2 separate regions of the Mus musculus genome follow, and region 2 is linked to region 1. A link is a contact called in public HiChIP or PLAC-seq data. All regions are on one chromosome and are shown on one strand. The core of a region is the stretch at or near the end of the contact, and the rest is flanking DNA. Distances in the headings are between cores, read along the strand shown.

Region 1 (3,818 bases), core at 547-3,046:
GTGTGTGCCAGGAGTGGTGGCGTACTGCATGAATTCTAGGCAAACATGGGCTACATAGAAAAGCCTTCCCCTCCTTCCCCCCACACCCCCCAAAACAAACAAACAAACAAACCCAAAACTGGGGGCTGGACAGATGGCTCAGCAGTTTTAGCACACTGGCAGCTTGATTCCCAGCACCAACATGGCTGCACACACCATCTGTAACCCTAACCCTGAGGAAGAGGATGTGTTCATCTGGGTTCCAACTGGGCTGTAATTAGGCTCTTTTTGCTTTTACCGTCCTGGGCCCTCCTGACTACCCTTCTAGCCTGTGTGGCTTCCACTATTTTTATGCTTCTGCTTTTCCCAGTGAGCTTGTCTCGGCCATGCTCTTCCTCTTCCCCACATCCCTCAGAGTATGTCAGCCTGGGAGTTCCTCCTCACAGCTTACAAAACCTTTATCCCTTTCCCCTGGGAATAAGTCACTATAATAGCAAAGTACCTGGTATCAGGGATGAACCAGGGGTGTTTTGTTTGAAAGATAGGAATTTTTTCTTCATCACTGTTTGAAGGGAGAGTCAAAGTCTGACCTTCCAGACTCCTACCATGGAAGAGTTCTGTACTTGTCCCTGGTCTCAAGTAAATTAACATGCATGCCATGCTCTAGTATTTGAGACACCCATCTTTGCATCTAAATTCTACTTTTTATCAGATTATTGTTGGTCTTTTTGCCGTTCATTTGTTGATGTTTCCCCTCTCCCCAAACTTTTAATTCCTTCCTGTGCTGTGTAGAAGAGTGACCATTCAGGAGTTATTTCATTGCTGTTACTGTTGTCCACCCAGGTAGAGTTAGAAGTGCTCTTACTGCATTCAAGCAGCAGCACGACACCACCCTCTGATTCAGGATGTTGTTCAGTATTGGGATCAGCCTGTGTATGGAGTGGGTGGTTCCATCACTCCAGCGTGCGTGTGTGTGTGTGTGTGTGTGTGTGTGTGCCTTAGTGTGACTGTCTGAAAAAACACTGTGGGAAGGTATTTTTTTTTTTTTTTTTTTTTTTGGTTTTTCGAGACAGGGTTTCTCTGTGTAGCCCTGGCTGTCCTGGAACTCACTTTGTAGACCAGGCTGTCCTGGAACTCACTTTGTAGACCAGGCCTGCCTCAGCCTCAGCCTCCCAAGTGCTGGGATTAAAGGCGTGCGCCTTTTTGTCATCTTTGTTTAGGAGGATAGGAATATGAGTCTTAGTGATTTCTTTTTAATTAAATCTATTTCCTTGGTTTTTGTAAAGGTTTGTTTATTGACTTGGAAGCTATCTGCAAAGGAAGATAAACATTTGTTCTAAGTGACATTTTTTTCTTTTCTTTTTCCTTTAGGTTTTTCATGATAGGGTTTCTTTGTATAGCCCAGGCTGATGTTGAACTCACAGGGTCACCTGCCTCTGTCTGTCAAGTGCTGGGACTAAAGGCGTGCGCTAGCAATACTTGGCTGACATTTTTTCTTTTAAGCAATACTTTTTTCATATATCTATCTCACAATATCTTTTTTTATAAACAAGGTCTCATTTGCACCCTGGCTGGCTGGCTTTGTAGACTAGCCGACCTTAACCCCACAGAGCTGCATGCTGAGTACTAGGATAAAGACACAGGTCACCTTTCCCAGCTCATTAAGTCTATGTCATTGTCTGCAGAATAATTTATGCTAGTAAGTCAGTCCCCTTTCCTTTCTTTTTCCTCCCTTTTTTCTCTCTGAGTCTGGGTTGTACTCTGTAGCCTAGGCTAGCTTGAAATTCTTGAGAGTCATTGACCTTTGCCTCCTAGGATTGTAGTGTAAGGCACCACACCCGGCAGCCCATTCTTTTCCTTACCTGTTTATCTTCTTAGCCCTGTTCCTTAGTTCAGTACAAATCTCTAATCTCTACAAGACTAGTAGATCTTGGTTACAAAAAACCATTTCTGACTTAGGCCTTCTCTGAGCATTAGAGGAACCTTTGGGCACTAGACATGTACATGGTGTACATGCATACATCCAGGCAAAACATTCATACATCCAAATAAAATATTTAAATTTAAAAAACTCTTTGGGGCAGGCATAAAAAGTCAGAAAAGGACTTACAGGTGGCTGTGAGACAAACTCCAGCCCTCTGTGAGAGCAGAGAGTGCCTATAACCGGTGAGCCACCTCTCCGGTGTTCTTTTTTTATTTTTTCAAGACAAGGTTTCTCTGTATAGCCCTGGCTGTCCTGGAACTCACTCTGTAGACCAGGCTGGCCTCGAACTCAGAAATCCGCCTGCCTCTGCCTCCCAAATGCTGGGTTTAAAGGCGTGGACTACCACGCCCATGCCTCTGCCCTCTCTTTAGTGTACTCTCTTAGCAAGACAGAGCCTGCCACCTATCAAGCTGGCTGTGCTGGCGTGCACCTATGATTTGTGTCTGGAAGCTTGAGGACGACATAGTTCTTTTGTCTAGGCAATGTATAACTCCACGTCCTATAATCCTTAAACCAGCTTCTAAGTTCAGTAGCTATCGAGAGAAGTGTGAGAGATCTTGAAAGTTGTGTTCCTGACATGGTCATGCCCGTCTGTAATTCCAGCACTAGGGAGGTTAACCCCAGCACTTGGGATGAGTTTCAGGACAGCCTGGTCTGTATAATGAGTTCCAGGAGTTCAGAACTGCTAGGGTTACAAGTGAGATCCTGTTTTGGGTGGGCGGGTCTTTAAAAAGAAGAAAAGAGTTCTGGGAGCTGGGAGACCTGCCACCTTGTCCTCTCTAAGCCTCACTTTCCTGTTCTGTACAATGAGGATTGAATCCATTTGATGTCCTTGAGGTCTCTCTTTTACTGCTTAATTTAAACTGTTAAGCCACAAGACCCCCAGTATGGCAGTGTAATTATAATTAGGCTTAGCAGGTCCTGGAGGGAGAGGGAAGAGCCAGCGGTCTTACCCAGAGTATCATTCTTTCATGGTGCTACTGATGTTTCCAGACTCCAAGTGACAACCCTTGTTTTTCTGTGCATTGCCATTTCAAGCCCATAATCTTCTTGTATCTCCTTGAACTTGTGTTTACTGTTAGACAGCCATGGTGCAGAATTCACATTTCACTGTGCTGTTTTTGTACTTGAGGGAGTTTGAGTGGATCACAGCTGGTCTCTGGAGAGAAGGAGGGCTCTGTGTGTGTGTGTGTGTGTGTGTGTGTGTGTGTGTGTGTGTGTGGGAAAGGGAGAGGGAGGGAGGGAGGGAGGGAGAGAGAAAGAGAGAGACAGAGACAGAGACTGAGACAGACTGAGACAGACTGTTGGAGCTCTAGTTTTGTTTTTTAATTTCCAGTGTCATTTTTGGTGACTTTAGTTAAAAATAATGGTTTCAAAAGAGGCAGGTTTTTGTCCTCTGAGCTTTGTGGATTTGTGGTGTGGATCAGCAGTAAGGACCTCTCTTCTTGTTTCCTTTGCTTGAAGCATTTCACCTTGAGAGGGAAAAACAAGACTTGTGGCTGGCTTCTCAGTACAAGATGAGGTGACCCTGAATAGCAACACCTTATTGATTGGTTTCTTTCCAGTGAACAGTAGAAGCTGAGCTGCTGCCATGATCTTCACTTTACCTCAGATCTACTAGTTTGCCTTTCATTCTCTGGAAAGACTTAAAAATGTTGAAAGTGCTATAAGAATTCTTAAAGGAAAGAAGGAAGGCAAGGCACAGGTCTTGCTGGTGCTGCCTTGGCTTCTGCTCCCATGCTCCTGCATGGACTGCCTTACCATTATGTAGAATGGGTTAGCATTTCAGGACTTCTCATGAGCTTGTGTGTGACTCTGCCTTCTTGAAGCGAAGCATGAAACTATTACAATGTAT
Region 2 (3,818 bases), core at 985-3,484, 61 kb before region 1:
CTTGAACTCAGAAATTCACTGCCTCTGCCTCCCAAGTGCTGGGATTAAAGATGTGAGCCACCACTGCCCAGCAAGATACACATTCTTAAACCTTCAAAATTTCCTAAATTAAAACTAAAAATATGGGCTGGAGAGATGTCTCAGTGGTTAAGAGCACTGACTGCCTTCCAGAGGTCCTGAATTCAATTCCCTACAACCACATGGTGGTTCACAGCCATCTGTAATGGGATCTGATGCCCTCTTTTGGTGTGTCTGAAGACAGCGACAGTGTACTCATGTAAAAAAAAAAAATCTTAAAAAACAAAAACAGCTAAAGATATTATACTCAGGACATGTCTAAAACATCCCCAAAACTTCTAAATTTATTACTTCTTTAAATTTATGTTTGTTGTATGTATAATAAGAGTGCATTATGTGCCACCGGGGGAGGTCAAAGGACAACCTGTAATGACAATTTTGGAATTGTGGGTTTTGTTTTTTTGGGTTTTGTTTTTTTGGTTTTTCAAGACAGGGTTTCTCTGTGTAGCCCTGGCTGTCCTGGAACTCACCTCTATAGATCAGGCTGGCCTCGAACTCAGAAATCCGCCTGCCTCTACCTCCCAAGTACTGCGATTAAAGGCATGCCCAGTGGTGGTTTCTTTTTTAAAAAAAAAAAAAAGCACAGAAATGGGCTGGAGAGATGGCTTAGCAGTTAAGAGCACTGACTGCTTTTCTAGAGGTCCTGAGTTCAATTCCCAGCAACCACATGGTGGCTCACAACCATCTGTAATGGGATTCAATGCCCTCTTCTGGTGTGTCTAAGCAGCTACAGTATACTTACATACATAAAATTAATAAATCTTTTTTTTAAAAAAGCACAGAAATATTATTTCTTCATTTTAACTCCTGGTATGGGAATTGGCTGCTTCAGATTGCCCACAGCAGCTGGTATGACAGGCCTTGAGCTCTAATGCTGTAACGGCGATTCTGCTAACTGCAGATAGCTTCCTCAGGACTTTTCAGAGGGTAAAGGCCAGGATTGACTGCTTGCTGTTGGCTGTGGTTTTGTTTAGTGGTGAGCAAGAGAAGAAATAACACATCCTCAAGGTCCTCACCTTGCCTCAAACATGCCCCAAGGAACTTGACACTCCTCATCTGCAGGGTAAAGATAATGTTGCCATTTTTCCCCCTATCCTCTCGTTTTTTAGGGAGCCTAAAGGGTAGATTAAGGGTAGAGAAGGGTGGAAGAAAGAATCCACAAAGTAGCAAAGGACTCTGTGGGTAGAGTCAATTCTTTCCTTCCAGCTTTGCATGAGACCCAGGGATCACACTCAGTAAGGCTTGTTCCCCAGCACTATATCGCCTTTACTAGCTGTCCCCAATTCTAAATTTGTGACCGTAAATTTATAAAAACAAAGTACTGGCTCCTGATAATAAACCGCTACGTCTTTGAGTACCTTTAAATGTGGGAACCAAGGGTAGATTATAACTCTACCTAGGACCACTTGGCCTGGGTTCCAGGCCCAGAACAAGCACCCCAATCCTCAAAACATCTAGTTAGTACACTCAATCCCATTCTAATGGGAGTTTGAGAACAGGACTTAAAACTACAATAACCAGCAATTAACCAAAAAAGCACAGTGGGGCTTATCAGTAAACTGGTTTCTCTCAGTGTTTGTAAAGAATTAGATGTTCACAGCCCTTCCTTCTCTCCTTGACAACTGTCACACGTGTTTTAGACACTAACGAGTTAAGTCTCTTTCCCCCTCCAGGTCCTCAAACTCCCAGAGCAGTGTGCGTGACAAATTCAACATCCGATCCACAAGTCCTTCCCGGACCTGTTTCCAACCTACCGTTTTCCCTAGTTGTCAAAACAGGAGCTCCTCGCCCTAAAGGAAGTCCCACCACCCTCACTCTCGTCCCACCGTCGGCGCCAGCCCTAGGGATGTCACCTCTCCCTCGCCTCCCCTCGAGTCCGCTTCCCAGCCTCCCTCTCAGCTAGGTCCGTGCGCGCGGCTCCGGTGCAGGCCCGCCATCCTCCCGCGGCGCCTCCCACCCGCTCCGCCCGCTCCTCCTCAGCCCCGCTTCCGCCTGGCTCCTGGGTGAGACCCCATCTCCCGCGCCCCGCGCCGCCTTTGCAACGCGGGCTCCACTTCCAAAATCTGCGCTCACAGAAACCGGTCTCACCTCACCTAGACAGCGGCCGCCGCCAAGCGCGCCAACACCGCTTCTCGCGAGACTCGGCTCCGCGAGACAAGCTGAGAAATTTGGCGCCAAGGGTAGGCGAAGAGGCGTGGGAGGAGCCTAAGGGTCTGAGCCCCGCCCACCGCGCTCGGAAGCCCGCCTACCCATCCGGAATGTCTGGGACGGCAATGAGTTCTGGGCGCTTTATTAGCTCCAGAAATAGGTCTCCGGGTTTAGAACACGAACGATGGAAGCCAGGCATAATAGTGCACGCCTGGAATCCCAGCACTCGGAGGCTGAGGTAGGAGGATCGCCACAGGTTCCAGGCCAGCGTCTACGAGAAAAAAAAAAAAAAGAAAGAAAAGAAAACTGATTTGTAGAGGAGTAAAACGTAGTGTCAAACAACTTTGGCTGGAAAATTACTGCATCTTCAGAATAGCAAAATGCCACGACTATGAATTTTGTTAATTAAATAAAGATATGAGGAAAAGATTGTAGTTTGTAGTTAGGGTTAGACGTGTAGACCCAAAGAAATATGTCAAGAGCTGGAGAGAGGGCTCAGTGACTAGAGCCCTGACTGCTCTTCCAGAGGTCCTGAGTTCGATTCCCCAGCAACCACATGGTGGCTCACAATCATCTGTAATGGGATCTGATGCCTTCTTCTGGAGTGTCTGAAGACAGCTACAGTGTACTCACATACATAAAATAAATCTTTAAGAAAGAAAAAAGAAATATGTCAACAACAAAAAAAGGAGGGTTCCCTGTTTTCTTTAAAAGTATTGAATCCGGCCGGGCGAGGTGGCACACGCCTTTAATCCCAGCACTTGGGAGGCAGAGGCAGGTGGATTTCTGAGTTCGAGGCCAGCCTGATCTACAAAGTGAGTTCCAGGACAGCCAGAGCTACACAGAGAAACCCTGTCTCGAAAAATCAAAAAAAAAAAAAAAAAAAAAAAAAGTATTGGATCCAGTGTTTACCTTTAATCTTAGGCAGATCCCTGGAGTTCCAGGCCATCCAGTGCTACACAGTGAGATATTGTTTCAAAACAAACAACAAAAAGGGAGGGCAGGGTTGGGGAGATCCCTCAGAGGGTAAAGGACTCCCCCACATTGCATGATGAGCTGAGTTCAGATCTCCAATACCCAGGTTAAAAAACAGCTTGATATTACCCGGAATCCCGATTCTGAGAAGGCAAAAATCAGATTCCTCCAGCTGGCTAGCCAGCCAGCCAGGTTTAACTGATGTGTTCCAGGCACAGTGAGAGACCCTGTCTCAAAGGGGGGGGGGGGGGGCTGAGACATACAGATGGCTTAACCATTAAGAGTACATGTTGCTCATGTAGGGGACTCTAGTACACTCACATAGTGACACAGCCGTGTATGATTCCAGGGTATCTGAGGCTCTCTTCTGACCTCCAGAGAACCAAGCACTCTGTAGATTTATGTATGTATATCATGGTTTATGTATGTATGTTTATATGTGTGGATATGTATGTAAATATGAATGGTTTATTCATGTAGTTATGGGTATGTATAGATGCATATATGGTTTATTTATGTATGTAGGTTTATTTATGCATGGGTATGTATGTACACAGGCATATATGTATTACATACACAACCATACATATAAAAGTATTTTTTAAAGATCTATTTAT

The links. HiChIP or PLAC-seq counts read pairs in DNA pulled down with a chosen protein or histone mark.
Region 2: an H3K27ac HiChIP or PLAC-seq map of embryonic stem cells shows a contact between it and region 1, with 10 read pairs. The contact joins the promoter of Tipin here to the enhancer-like site in region 1. A contact is called at or near these places in 5 of 39 promoter capture datasets (cranial neural crest, embryonic stem cells, frontonasal cranial neural crest and 2 more), 1 of 484 Hi-C or Micro-C datasets (bone marrow-derived macrophages), 9 of 115 datasets of contacts at active chromatin or transcription factors (the HPC-7 cell line, embryonic stem cells, extraembryonic endoderm stem cells and 3 more) and 3 of 9 other capture datasets (adipose tissue, liver and pancreatic islet).

Annotation. Positions count from the first base shown.
Region 1 is chr9:64,218,774-64,222,591 of GRCm38.p6, reverse strand. The region is part of intron 1 of Map2k1 (mitogen-activated protein kinase kinase 1); the gene reads left to right. Among named protein-coding and RNA genes, the nearest start is that of Uchl4, 15 kb to the left of the region's middle. Within about 2 kb of position 1,796, at least 27 of the 459 cell types and tissues checked have an H3K27ac peak or open chromatin away from gene starts, as enhancers often do. A contact at or near this core is called in embryonic stem cells and extraembryonic endoderm stem cells, where this site is marked.
Region 2 is chr9:64,280,001-64,283,818 of GRCm38.p6, reverse strand. It overlaps Tipin (timeless interacting protein), which reads right to left and starts at 2,234. Exons shown (of 8, transcript NM_001324557.1): 1 at 2,172-2,234.